Linked DNA regions of Mus musculus: region 1 is linked to region 2. Evidence: chromatin contacts called from public Hi-C data. All regions are on one chromosome and are shown on one strand. The core of a region is the stretch at or near the end of the contact, and the rest is flanking DNA. Distances in the headings are between cores, read along the strand shown.

Evidence for each region. Hi-C and Micro-C count contacts between places; a contact is called where the count stands out from the background.
Region 1: a Hi-C map of cortical neurons shows a contact between it and region 2, with 2.1 times the contacts expected there. The contact joins the enhancer-like site here to the promoter of Whrn in region 2. A contact is called at or near these places in 1 of 15 datasets of contacts at CTCF or cohesin (the NIH/3T3 cell line), 2 of 484 Hi-C or Micro-C datasets (Th1 cells and cortical neurons), 5 of 115 datasets of contacts at active chromatin or transcription factors (T-cell acute lymphoblastic leukemia, double positive thymocytes and embryonic stem cells) and 3 of 9 other capture datasets (adipose tissue, liver and pancreatic islet).

The regions. Positions count from the first base shown.
Region 1 is chr4:63,524,202-63,531,402 of GRCm38.p6, forward strand. No RefSeq gene overlaps it. Among named protein-coding and RNA genes, the nearest start is that of Atp6v1g1, 17 kb to the right of the region's middle. Within about 2 kb of position 4,825, at least 29 of the 459 cell types and tissues checked have an H3K27ac peak or open chromatin away from gene starts, as enhancers often do. A contact at or near this core is called in the NIH/3T3 cell line and cortical neurons, where this site is marked.
Region 2 is chr4:63,491,891-63,499,369 of GRCm38.p6, forward strand. Whrn (whirlin) reads right to left here and starts at 4,101. Exons shown (of 12, transcript NM_028640.2): 1 at 2,723-4,101. The coding sequence starts at 3,343.

The sequences.
Region 1 (7,201 bases), core at 3,575-6,074, 33 kb after region 2:
GTCCTGGAAAATCCAGCCACTCAGCACTGAGCTCTTGATACTTGTCAGGCAAAAGCTTGAACGACTGTGGCAAATGGTCGTCACAGTTCTGGAGACCTGCTGCTCTCTATCACACATGAGATGTGCTGCACTGAGTGGCGAAGTTAGCAAACGCAGGGCAAGGCAGGGTTGCAAGTCTGAACTGTATGAGCTATAAATGCTGTCATATAAAGCTATACTTCAAAGGATTTATTTTTATTTTAATTTTTGCTGGTGTTTTGCCTGAATGAATGTATGTGCACCGTGAGCTCTCAGTACACAGTGGAGTCCAGGGAGGGGTATGGGATCTTCTGGAACTGGCAACAGCAAGCTGCCATGTGGGTGCTGTAGATCGAACCCTGGTCCTCTGGAAGAGCAGTCATTGCTCTTAACCTCTGAGCTCTCTCCTCTGGGCCCTCATATAAAGGTGTTAAGCTTTTATTGTATATAAAAAACACTTGAATTACTAAAGTCTCCTAAATTGATGATGCATTGTGAAGTAATTATTTTAATTTTGAAAGAGGTGGGAAAGTTGTGCTCTTGGTTTATGCTGGTGACTTGTGCCTGTGCCTTTTTTTTTTTTTTTTTTTTTTTGCTGGGAAATGAAGTACTGAATTTCGTGGGTAGAGGGCTGGGGTTCTCGTGTGTGTCCCCCAAGGTTTCCTGTGTTAAAATTTAGTTCTCATTGAGAGATAGTAAGAGAGTGGAAAGTTCTTTGTGTGGAGTGACGAGCCTTTTGGAAGTGATTAGGATGAGATAAAGTCATCAGAGTGGAGCCCCAGGAGATTTAGAAGGAGAAAGCTGGGCACTGCGGTTCATGCTTGCACTTGGGAAGCTGAAACGGGAGGTTCCCAAGTTCAAGACAAGCGTGGACTACGTAGAAAACTGAAGGCCAGTCTGGACTATGTAGAGACAAACAAAAAAACCAAGCAGACAAACAAACTGGGTGAGGTATGCGGATCAGTGAGGGAGATGATTGCTGACCAAGCGTTCAGACCCCTGCACCTACGTAAAACCCGTGTGTGGCATGGGGAGCTGGCAAAGTCAGCCCCAGGAAGCGAGGTGGGCATGGAGACATGTGAATCCCTGGGGCTGGATAGCCAGCCTGTAGAGCCAAAATGACAAGCTAACATGTTGCTAATATCTTGACAAGACCCTGCTCACAAACTAAGATGGAGAATGGTAGAGGAAGACATGACACACACACATCCCTCTTACTCCCCCCCAAACCTCCACACTCTGCACATAAAAATACAACAACAACAACAACAACAACAACAAACCACCAACAGACAAGCAGAAGAAAGGGAGGGAATACAGAGAAGGAGAGGGCGAGGCAGAAGAGACTCCGTATGTCTACTCACCATCACTTGCCATCAATCGTCCCCTCCCCTTCCCTTGAAACACACAGGCAAGGAGGCTTGTGTGTTTATTTTACATAATGCACAACAGGGGGTCATTCAAGGTGACCTTCTAAGCTAGGACAGTGCAGTCTGTCCTCAGCCAGGCATCACGTGCCCAGGTTCCCTGAATGAGGATTTGCTTAAAGGACATTGCCCTGAGCAAGGGCCCTTGCAGCAGCCTGTTCCACGCTGCCTTGTGTGGAAGCGGCAGGGTTTTTTTTTCCCTTCTTGTTTGAATGATGGGTTATTATTATGTACCTGGAGAAAGATCTGAGGCTAGCGAACGTGGGTGTCATACAACCTTCCACTCAAAGCCGTTTAATGACGAGCAAGCATAATAACCATATGAAATCTCTTTTGATTAAACAGCCAACACCACGTTGGCGTGCTGAGCTGTTCAGAACCTTCTATGTGCTGCAGTCAAAATTTTCATGGGTCGTTGTCCCAAGGCAGACCTACTTGTGTTCCATGTTGTTTTTTCTCTGTTAAACCTTAGTGTTTCTATAAGTGAAACATAGCTACTTGGTAAGAGAGAAAACTAGATCTTGTAACTTCTTGGCATATAGAAAATGCTCACTGGGCGGGGAGCGGGGGTGCATGCCTTTAATGCCAGCCTGGAAAATGTTCAATAAATACTCTCCCTTCTGAGCCCAGGCTGAACTTCAAGTAATCGCTGGTTTTTTGTTTTTTGTTTTTTTCCAAATGGGACAACAGATGATGAACTTGTGACTATAAATCACAAGCACTTTTATTCGTGAGTGGTGCTTCCATAAGCCAATGGCCGACAGTCGAGCCATCATCAGACTAGCTGGTTTTGTGCTCTTGCTCCGGTGAAGGTGATAAGACGCCAATAGTACCTGTGGCTGTGATGTTATTCTGTTCTCAGAGGCAGAGAGATCAATCAGAAAACAATGAGGATATAATGGGAGCTGTGTGTGATGTGTGTGCATTGCTGATTAACTCTTGGGAATTAAAAATTCTAGAAATAGTACAGCTGGCTAGAAGAGCTGGCCCACTGAGAAGGTTTCGGAACACCCTGTGCCAGAGAGCAGGGCCGTGCCACCCACAGCATGAGAATGTCCCCTCACAGTCTCATTAAAGCCCAGCAATACCATTTCTCTTTGTTATTGCTAAAATGAAGCCTGAAATTGCATAATGTCTAATTTTCCATGTTTCCATTTTTCCCCCCAAATTCATCAACAAACTGAACTTATTCTTCTTTGTTTTCTGGTTGTGTGGTGGTCTTTTCTTCTCTCAAGATGCAATTTTTACTTACGGATTTATAAAACATCTTTGTGGTATAAGTGTATATTAACTCTTGTTTATACATATAATAGAATGATATTCGATGGCTAAGGCTTACCATTCTGTTATTCAAAATAATCTAAAAAGTTAGCAGCACGCGGCTATTCATCTGATAAACATTTACAGATGGCTTGTTGGAACTATATGTCAGGCTCTGTGCCTGGCACTGGTGTCAGGAGCGGACAAAGCCCAAGCCTCTGTCCTCTAAGAGAAAGCAGCGCCACTCACAAACCTCCCTCACTTACACAGTAGAGATGTTCTGAAATCCGAGTGTTTTGAACCCTGACACGCAACACTGAAGGGGCAGTCGCTGGGAAAGACCTTATGGTCTGATATGGCTACATGGTCAATTTGGAGCATCACCTGTTTTATAAATAAAGTTTTATTGGAACGTGATGATGCCCATCCACTCATGCAGCCCTGCTGCTTCTGTGCTGCACGACAGAGCAGAGTATCTGAGACAAAGCCGGCAGACGAAGAAATATGGGCTAGTCTTCTTGTGTGTGCATGTGTGTGTGTGGGGTGTGTGGGGGGGGGAGCCAGATGTCAACATGGGTTATCTGCCTCAATCACTCTCCACTTTATTTTATTTTCTGTGTGTCGTATGTATCTTTGTGCATAAAAGCCAAAGGCAGACACGGGGTGTCTATCCCTATCACTGTCTACTTTATTTCCTTGAAACAGGATCTGTCACTGAAACAGAAAGCCCCATCTTTTGGCTAGGCTGGCTACACAATGCATTCCCATGTTCTACCTATCTCTGTCCTCCGATGCTGGGGCTTCAGGCACACACAGCCATGCATGGCATTTTGTTTTTTTAACATGGGTGCTGGGGATCAAACTCAGATCCTCACAGCCTCACAGAAAATGCTCTTACCCACTGAGCCATCTCCCCAACCCAGCGACCTTATCTTTTGAGGCACGGTCTCTCACTGTACCTGGAGCTAACCCTTTCATCTAGGCTGGCCAGCAACCCCCCCGGGATGCTCTAGTCTTTCCAGCTCTTGGATGATACGCACAAGTGTTACCGTACCAGGCTTTTATATGGGTCCTGATCAAACTCAAGTTGTTACACTTGTGCGGGCAACGCTTTATCAACGGAGCCACCTTTACAGCCTGTTTGAAAGTGGCCTGTGCCAGAGAAAATAATCAAAACTGTACGAAAGTTTGGAACAGAGTCCAGACCGAACTTCAGGATTCTTGAACTTAGATCTCTGCTTCCCGTGTCCTTCTATTAAGACTGACTAAATACCCACTGCAACATAGGCCTACAGCGGCAAGTGTGAAGATGACAGGGCTTGCAGGGGTGCCCTGAGGGCCCATACACAGACATTAAAGAAACAACCATCTAGGAAAAACAAAACTCTATCATTGGGGTGAGCAGGGGAGAGAGCAAGCACTGTTCCTCTGCTAAGGTGGAAAGAGGTCCCTACCTCTTGACAATTACCACCATTTCTTCTCCTTACATTTGGATTCTCCCACTGACAGCCACCTTCATCACAGCAACTTCAAGGCTGGAGTCAGACCAAGCTCAGAGTTCAGCTCCAGGCATGGCCGGCATATCTGTTCTGGGACACCCAGGAGGAGAGTTTTGCAGGATCGGCCAGGGCAGAGTAGAATTCTGTCCCTGGATTGGTTAAGCCAGTGGGTCATCAGCCGATCATGTATCTCTGGTTAAGCAGAACCAATCACCTGGAGTGGCAAACTGTGACTAAATGGCTACATTTGGGTCATTGCCTATTTTATAATTGGTGGGCCAAAGAGATTGCTCAGCTGTTTAGGGCTAGGCTCTCAACCAAAAATTATAAGTAATTGATGGTTACTCTTGTGATGTGTGTCTGGGCTAGAAGCCCCATCCCCGTGAAACAAACAGGACTAGAACCTGGGAGATTCTTTTGATTATAAGTCAGATACAAATTTGGGTTCTTCCATGGCTCTAGTAAATTTCTTTTCTGCTTTGAATCTTCTAGCACAGGGATTCCCTTTGTCAGCAGACAACTCCAGCCAATATGCTTGTTTTTCCAGGCAACTACTGCCCCGCCCTCATCTGAACACTTGCCTCCCCCATATTCTCTCTGCCTGCTGGTGACACCGGCCTTCTCCATCTAGGAATGTAAATTGCAGAAAGCTGGAGTGCTAACAACATGTCAGAGTAGAGCTGGCCAAGTCTGATAATGAATCCATATGACAGTGTGAGCCAATCTGCGCTTATTCAAACCCCCATTCAGTGCTTCCCACAACAATGATGAGCGTGCTGCTCTTGGTATTGTCTGTCTCCAGCTTAATGATGCGATGATTTCACTTAGGATCTTGATAGGCTCCTGACTGTAGAAACAACGTCTTTCAGAGGAGGCTGGCAACATATGTTGTGAGCCCAATGCACCAAAAAACATCTGGGAGTAGGAGAGACACTGGGAGGGCCGGTCTGTACCTCATGTTTTCCAAAGATTTCTCATTTTGGAAAGCAGTTTTTCACTCCCATTTGAATCTGCCTCCAGAATTGGCATCTTACTGTGGCTGGGGCCTGCTGGAAAAGGGGAAATCAAGGGCTTACTGGTTTGGCTCCAACTTGGATCTCCAAGATCTGTGTCTTTGGACTTTCCTTTGGAGTTTCTTGGATATCCAGATTCCAGTCTTCATCCTTTGTGAGACTCAGTCGTAGGTCTGGGAAAGGCAGTTTGGGTTTTTACAGAGGTCTCTAGCTCTGAAGGGCAGCCATGTTGCAGAATTACTAGCATGAAATGTCCAGAAGCCAGAGTCCTTCTTTCTCTTCAGGATCTTTCTGTTTGTTGCCCACGGCTTCTCTCTATTAAGCTTCTAAGATCCCTTGCTGGACCCGGTTTTTGCAGTGGCTTATATGAGACCACTTTTCTTGGCAACCCTTGGAGGCTGAATGCTGGAGACTCTCCTGGGCTGGATCTCTCGCACCTTCTGGATTTTAGGCAGGGGTGCTGTCTTGTGGGTAGCTCCTCAGCCTTCCACCACTGCCAGTGAGTTTTCTGTTACTAGCCTTCAATGGGAAGATGAGTAGGAATGTGCTGCCTACGGAGGAGTGATATATATATTATAAATATTTTATATATATATACTATATATTATATATTTATATATTATATTTATATATTATATATTTATATATTATATATATTATAAATGATATATATATCACTCCTATGCATTTGTGTGTCTCTACATGCACATTCATATGGAGGCTAGAGATTGTGTGTCTTTCTTTATTGCATTGCTCCTCACCTAACTTTTTTGAGACAGGGTCTATTACTGACCCCGAAGTACACCTACTGGCTAGACTAGGTGACCAGCAAGTCTTCAGTGCTCAGGGCTTTCCCCCACCCATGAATACCCAGTGTGAATTTTGTCAGGGGTTTATAGGCGTCAAGAGTTATAGATGCACACTAGGTTGGGAATTTTAATACTGACTGATTGCTCATTGATCCCAATCTTTATCAATAAGCCATCTTTCCTTCCCCTTGGGTGAGTAAGGTGAATCCAGTTCGTGGGCACCTGTTCTTCTCCCCCAACCCTTTCATCGCCTATACCTACTACAGGGTTCCATTTCATTTCCTCACTCAGCTGCTGGCTCAGGCCCAACTCTGTCCAGTCTGATGGATTGGCAGGAGTGAGTGATGGAGCCCGCAGACCATTACTCAGGGGAGGGTGACGGTGAGTCACGTTGAGAGGCTCCTTGCCCAGTCTGGCCTCTCTGCCCCAGGATGTGCTTCAAGACAGAGACTAATAACACCCCTTGGACTTGTCTCTTAAAAATAGAGTCAGTGGAGCCTGTGGCTGTGGGAAGAGAGATCCCGGAGTCACGAGCTCAGTCCAGCTGGATGCAGTTCATTATAGGGCACTGGCTCCTGCTTTGCATGGCAGAATATATATATTCTGCCTTTTGTTCTCCAAAATCCAAAACTTCCATGTTGTTGCTTTTAGTCCTTGTGGAATGCACTTCTTGGAGAGAGAAATCCCAAAGGGTTTCTCCATTTAGGCTGTCTGCAAGAAAGGTTTGGGTATCAGAGGGCACATACATACTGCACAGCCCACCAGCAAAAGAAGATGGATAGTAAATCGTGGCCAACCCCATAGCCACAATAGTTATTAAACAGCCATCCATCCTTGCTGTGGGGGCTACATCCCTCCCTTAACACTACTTGTTTTATGCCTTAAACATGAGTCATTGGGGGTCTAAAACAAGCCTTGCAATCCCACACCCCTTTGGTGTTTCTAGTCCCTAGCCTAAGAGGTCTAACAGAAACCAGCCTAAGACTTTCAGTTCCAAAACAAGATACAGCCTACCAAGGAGACGTTATTTTGCTGTGACTTTCTTCTTCTGGAGATTGTTCTGAAAGTTGGTACCCTGTGAAGTAACATAGAGAAGGCTGGCGACACAGGTGGTAGATGAATTTTCTAGAACACAGACACACAGAGCAAGTTTATTGAAGTACACTGCAGGACAG
Region 2 (7,479 bases), core at 2,851-5,350:
AAATAGCCTTTCTTTCTCTCTCTCTCTCTCTCTCTCTCTCTCTCTGTCAAAAACCAAACATTTCAACATAATTCTACATAGTAAGTGATTTGCTTAGTCAGGACCTGGCGCTGCTGATTTGATAGTTGGACTTTAAGAGAGGAACGGGAACCCTGTGGGCACTGGATAAAATCCTCAGCAAATCCCTTGCATGTCAATAGATGTAAGATCTACCAGGGAAAGAAGCTGAGTAAACTTTGTTTACTTGACCCTTCTCTTAAAAGCTGTGTTCCTCTTTGAAGCCCAGGGGCTCCAACACTTTTATTCTTAGACTTTATTTTAATTGGATTCTCGTTCTGTCGTATATGTATACATAGAATTAATCTCTCTTCTGGGAGACTTCTGAGCTTTAACTTCCTTTCTGCATCATAAACGAAAAATACAGATTTTTTAAAACTGAAAAGTGTCTTCTACTAAATAAAACAGGGGGGTTCTGGGACAGAAGCAAGATACTTGTGAATATTCAGGGACACTGAAAGAAGCCTGGAGCCCAGCTAGGACCATTTGGAGCCCTCTGAGCCCCACAGCTTGTGGCTGACCCCACATACAGAATTCCCACGTGATGGCCACTTGTGTCTCCTGGATCTCAGAGAAGGGACTTTCTACATTTTGTACAACTATGTCAACAGTTCTCCAGGTGTTTATGTGCACATGACACAGCCCTGCAGAGGTGTCCGCTGTCCTATGTTATCACTGTAAATCCTGTCCTCTTCATTACCTGGGTTTTGGATGAAACAACACCCATTTTGCCTGATGCTTCTGAAGGGCCCTAAGACCATGTGTCTGACACTGGTTACAAGAGGGGCTCCACTGGGCCAGAAACACACTGCACTTGCGAGTCAGCTCTGCTCACACAGGCTCCTGGGTTGCAGATGTCACAGTTCAAGGATGCTCCTGTTCCTATCCCATTCAACCTCAGGGTAAGTGTTCATTGCAGGCTTCCTAAACTATGCTAGGAGAGAGGAGGTGTCCCTCTGCAAGCAGGATGCAGGAGTTGGTGCTAGGTGCTAGGTGCTCCCTTGAGCACACAGCACAGCAGCACCCTGGAGCAGCTCAGGGAAGTTGAGGCACACGGTCCTGACAGTGTCCTCTTTGAGGCCAGAAACTGAATGTTCCAGCCAGATCTGAGGTGTAAACTGAAGAACGGGCCTGTGTTACTCATGTCCAGGTAGCCTTTTCAAAGTCTCTCACCTAGCTATGATTAAGTGACTGCAGGCTCTGTAAATTGCCACTAAGCTTGAATCCATGTTTATAAATGACATTTGGATCGAGTCTCTTTAGAGTATAAATTTATCATTTTGAGAACTTGGACCTCTTAGGAGAACACTAATGGAATATTTCTTCTTAGATATATGGGATGTAAGATAAAGAGGAGAAGATGTTTGGAGAGGGGTATGGGAGAATGTGAAGCCCACAAAGAGCTTTCTCTGCTGGTCCCCAGAATAATCAAAGTCCATTAGGCTTTCTCCAGAAAGGGAGAGAATTTTTCAGAAACCTCAGGGACCTCCCAAAAGGGGTCTCTGAGTAGAGAAGCAAACTAGACAGGCCAGTGTCAGAGACAGATGGTGGTATCCAAGGCGCACACACAAGCACTCAGCCCAACTCGCCTGGCCACGAGCCACTGAACACCACACAGCAAGCAGCCCAGGACTTTTGCTGCCTAGGAGTTTCCCAGCAGCCAGTGCGCCCTGTTTGGTACATCTGGATGAGGTGGACCAGGAGACCAGAGAATGGGGTGAGAGGGGCTCACACCACAGGTCAACCCAAACCTGGAGCAAGCATTTCTCCGTACAGGATGGATGCTGCCGTTCCTTTCCTTCAAACTCCTCACTTCTTGTTTAATAAGCAGTAGGGCTCAGGCTAAATACTTATGAGAGAAAGCTCCTTGGATCCACCCACGGACCAAACACTGTAGCTCATACTCCAACTGGCTGGCATTCACTCACCCTGGGTGATAAGATTAGCAAGCATGAATGCTCCTCCAGACAGATGGATTAGATTCCTACTAGCTGGTTGTGGTGAGGTTATTTTTCTCAATTGACAGATCCAAGAAAAACCGTGCTCAGTTTCATGGGACTCTGGGTTCATGGTCAGGGAGAAGCCAAGTTTGCAACAAAGTTAGGCGCCAGTTCTCTGGTCTGGCTTGTTCCAGCATACACTGGTTAGTCCACAAATAGAAGGATCAGCCCCAGCTCTGTGGTTACCCAGCCTCCTCCTGGGTTACTAGCAGTGGGGCAGAACTAACTTTCAGCGGCAAAAAGCCTACAGGATCCAGAAAACAGCACAGCAGCAATAAAGATGGGGGGGGTGGGGGGGGGTCTGGAGGGGGGAGAGCATCAATTACCCAATGTCAAGCAGGGGCTCTTTTCTAACACTTGTAAGGATCCACAGCCCTTTTCACATTTTATGACCAGGCATTTGCTTATGTTATACTGTGTATGTGCCTTAGCCTTTAGGTCACCTAAGGCAAGAATAACCATTTCCTCCGTGCTCAGAACACCGATCTGCGCCACAAATTAAATGTTCCTCTTTTAAAATCCGGTCAGGGAGGCAAAAATAAACCAACAACAAAGACCAGAAAGGTCAGGCGATTTGGTATAAAAGATAGCAGCACAGGCAACCGAAGAGGGAGCACTAAACTGCCTGTACTGTCCTCTAACGCTCCCATAAACCACAGCCCTACCTTGACAGCCTCCGCGTGGGTCACCCGGGCTAGAGATTTATCGTTGACGCGCAGAATCTGGTCCCCGACCCGCAACCCTTCCTTCTCTGCCAGGGAGCCCGGCTCCACTAGAGACACGTAGATGCCCACGCCGTGTTCCGAGCCCCCGCGGATGCTGAAGCCCAAGCCCTCGTGGGCCTTGGCGCGCCGCAGGCTCACGAGTCGCACCTCCCCGGGCCCCGCGCCGTCGGGAGCGGCCCAGGCGGGCTGCCTGTAGGGGGTGGTGGCTGGCAGGTAGAGGCCCTCGGCCGTGTACTGGTCGAAGAGCAGCTGGTCGGAGCGCGGGATGACCAGACGCAGCATGGGCAGCAGACGCCGCTTGACCGGGCTGTCCAGCAGGACGCGCAGGGTGCGCACCAGGTCGAAGACGTTGCGGCGCGCGTGGTACGCGTTGAGGCAGTGAGTGAACTGCTCCCGCTCGGGCTCGCTCAGCAGCGCCGTGAGCGCTTGGTGCAGCTGGCGCACGTTGGCAGACAGCAGCCGCAACCCCGCGCCCCCGCCGCCGCCCGCCGCCGCCGCCGCCGAGCCCAGCGAGCCGGTGGAGGACGAGCTCACCGACAGGCCGTCCAGCTGTGCGTTCATCTCCCCGCCGAGGCCCGGCCGCACTCGGGGCGCGCGGCGCGGGGCGGCAGCTGCACCTGCGGCCAGAGGCGCGACAGCTGGATTCCCCGGGGCGCGGAGGTCACGGCTGGAGTCTGGGTTTGGGGTAGACGCGGAGTCACCGGCTGCAGTCTAGACTGGCCCGGAGAGCGGAGACGACGGCTGCAGGGTGGGTTGGGGAGGTGCAGGTGAGCTAGAGCGCTGGCTGGATCCTGGGGAGGTGGCAGGGACAGCGGCTGGTGTCCCAGGGGCGCGAAGGCAGGTGAAACTGGAATTCGGAGGACGAAGAGACGGCGGCTGCAATCCTGAGGACCGCGGCGGGATCCTGGGGGGACAAAGAGTTGGCGCCTGGAGGCCGGAGGTCGTGGAGACTGCGGCTGGAGGCCGGGGGGAGCGAGAACAGCAGCTACATGCCGGAAGGCGCGGGGACCGTGCGTGGCCGCAGTGGGGGGCGCAGCCACGCCGCCCGCCCCGTCACACCATGTCCGGGGCTCCCCCAGCCGAGATGCCCGTTCCTCTAGGGCTGGGGGACCCCAAAGTCAGAAAGAAGTTAGGGCGCCGGTCAATCTAGGCTCAGAGTCCGGAGCAGTCGCAGCCAGAGGAGCCACGCGGGCGTCCGGCGGGGGGTGCGGGGCATGTCCCGGGCCGCCCACCATGCAGCAGCCCGGGCCCCCGCGCCCCAACGCCGCCCGGGCGCACACGGAGCCACGCGGCCGGGAGCCCGGACTTTGCGAACTGTTGAGCAGCTCTGGGCTGAGTCTTCCAGCGAGTTCCGACGCCGCCGCCGTCGCCAGCCGGGACTTGGCCCCGCCCCCTCGCCCCTCCCCCTCCCCGCCCCGTCCCCCCGCGGGCTCTTCAGGAAATGACGTCCCGCCTGGCGCGCCTGGCTGTTGCCTGGAGACGGGGTGAAACAGTCCGGCCCCAAGGAAGAAAGGGGTGAAAGTGGGGGTGAAAGAAAGCAGGAGGAGCCCTGGGCCCCTGCGAAGTCTTCCCACTTCCTCAGCCCAGGGGTGAAAGATGGGGTCCTAAAAGCTGCGCTTTCCGGCGATCACAGCTCGATTCCAGGGTCGCTTTGGAGCAATTAGCCGGTTTGCCAATTCACAATTGGGGAAAATGGCCAACTTTTGGCCTCTAAAATAATAGATGCTTCATGCTCTGCTTTTCTGCCTTAAAATGTTGTTCCTGCAGCTTGCACACGTGCTGACTGCAAGTTTAAGTGAGTATGTGGACGATAATCGGTCACCTGCTCTGCACATGAGAAGAATATAAGCCACACAGGTGCCATCAGGAGCCAAGTCCTGTGCTGGGATAGATCAGCCTGGGCCCCTTCCTCTGGTGCTCTCCGGAGTGGGGGGGGGGGGGGGAGGGGGGAGTGGGGGAAAGCAAGGAGCTGTTATCAGAACTGTAAAGTATGCAAACACACACACATGCATTTAAAACTAAGTCTGGAGTAGGAATGTCACTTGTACCAACTGTTAGGTCCCGCTTGTGATCTTTTCCACACTGAGGGAACAGGGTGAAGGTTACATGACAACTCTATATACAGTCTTTAAAAAAAACATATTTTATATGGAAAGATGTCAGAATACACAGTCTAAAGTCTGTCATCTGATACCCACTCTCCTAAACACTATCACAGGAAAAACTCGGCTTCTAGTCAAAGAAGTGTTCTAAGAAGATCTATAGTGCTTGACCTAGTCACCACTACATGCCATGTGGATCTCTTTAAACCTGAATTGCCTCTCCAGAGGTGTTCTGTGAAAAGCTGGTTTTTTTTCCCCTAAGACTGTCCTGGGTTGCCGTCACAGGAATGAAACGGCTGACTCTGATATGGGAGAAATAGAAAAAGAGAAGGATTATCTGGAGTGGCTTTGAGCTGGCTGCAGAAGGGTGTTTTGTTCCCTGGCTAGTTATTTACCTGTGCACTTGGTCATTCTTCATTCAACATTTGCCAAGCACCCGTTCTGCTGCTTGACCAAGCGGCATATGGTTGATGCTGGAGACCCAGGATAAAGAGTTGAAATCTTTGACCTCAAAGAGTCATAGTCTGGCAAAGGAAAGACGGTGTAGGTCAAGGTTAAAAACAAACAAACATAAAAAAGATAAGCATTAGGAGTGTCAAGATAGACCACAGTGAGGCGAGGAGACTAACAGGAATGGACTTTCTGGGCTGCAGAGATGTTTCCGCGGGTAAAGATATTTGCCACCAAGCCTGACCACCTGATTTTCATGCCTGGAACCAGCACGGTGGAAGGGGGAGAACCAACTCCTGCAAGCTGTCCTCTAATCTTCATGGTGCTTGTGGCACGTGTAGCAACCCTGTAGCACATAATAAACGAATAAGTAAATAAAATATTTTAAAAGAAGAATCTTTCTGAGTAATGGGAAGCCACAGGGAGATTTCTAACACTGTAGTTTAATGCAGTCCCAAAATGGAGGCAAAGAATTAAAGTTCTCCTTTCCCCAAAGCTCTCCCCTTCTTTTCACACAGACCTGAGTTGAATTGATGCCCAGTGAACATATTTCACAGGGCGTCACAAAGTGATGTCTTAAGTAGCCAATTGAGTGACCCTTTGACATCTGTCTTACAGCTCTGCGTGTAGCAGTCCGTGCTATGCATCCTTATTTCTTCTTGCCGACCCTAGTTGAAGTCTTTAATGCAACCAGAACAAGTTATTTAAGGAGAGAATCTGTTCCAACCCCTCCCCTCATGTATTAATGACATACCTCGAAATGCCACCACACGGGACTTAATTGCATGCAGTTCGGGTTTTCTGCAAATGTATTTCATGCTTAGTGTTCAGTTAGTTTGTGTTCTAATTATAATTGCTGTGATTGGTTTGATAAATGCAGCCCAGGAGCTAAGATTCCCCACTCCCAATATTTCCTTTCTGTGCAAAGGATGTTTTCGAGAATATTTTGCTTCGGGCAGCAGAAGCCTCTGTGCTAACAGCCTTAGGGAAAAAGGAAACACTTTCTTCTGCAAACATCGGGCACCATCTGGGAAGGCTGTGCTATTGTTTAGCTTCATAGAGGTTGATCTGAGAGAGCAGAGCGAGAACCGAGGGAAGGACAAATGGGAACTTTCCCATCCATCTTGCATAACCACCTTCGTATCAGTTTGCAGTGTGTCCCTCAGAGAGGCAACGTGTAACTGTGCTCAAACCTCAAGAATCCTATTTCATGAGTGAAGATGTGTTTGTCTGTCAAGAAATAAGCTCTCAGAAATTCAAGCTGCCTGGACTCCTGGGGGCTGTACTGCCTTCAGGCCCTTGAATGAAATAGGAATCAAGAGTTCCTGTTTGGCCTTGGCTGCATACTGCCCTCTTCAGAGCTAAAATAGTATTTTCCTGCAATCGCAGACATCCCCCCACCCCTCCCCTTTTCTAAAGCTAACTTTCACCCCAGTGCTGGAAACTGACCCCACTAGGTACACAGGCTAAATAAGACCTCAGACAACTGATCAATACCCTAAGCCAGGGTTCTCCAAGACAAGATCTCACTGTGCAGCTCAGACTCTCCTGGAACTTGATATGTAGCTCAGGCTAACCTTGAACTCATGATCCACCCGCTTCAACCTTCAAAGCAACACCACATCCAGCACCAAGGCCACTTTTAATTGTTCACTGTTGATAACCAACTTGAGCCAACCCTTCTAGTCCAGATGTTTCTGGAAATCTGGACTTGAGCAACCGGAAAGACAGAGCAGGAGAAAGAATGAATGGTGTTGCCTTTTGTGCTTAGCACAACTTACAAGTGCTGAGATATGCTCGTTGCTGAGCTGGACTTTTGTTTGTTGTTTGACTCTTAGTGACTTCTGCATTACTGTGATCAAAATATCTGACAAAAACAAGTGTGTGTGTGTGTGTGTGTGTGTGTGTGTGTGTGTTTATGTGTGTGTTCATGATTCCAGAAAGTTCAGTCCATCATGGTGATGACACCATAGCCCAGGAATTCACGTCATGACTGGCTAGGAAGTAGAGTGGGACAAGAAATAACCAGGGACCCTATGATTACCAGAGGCTGTCTCCAGTGGCCCACCTCCTGCAACCTGGCCCCACCTCCTGCAACCTGGCCCCACCTCCCAAGTCTCTCAAACCTCCCAATACAGTGTCATC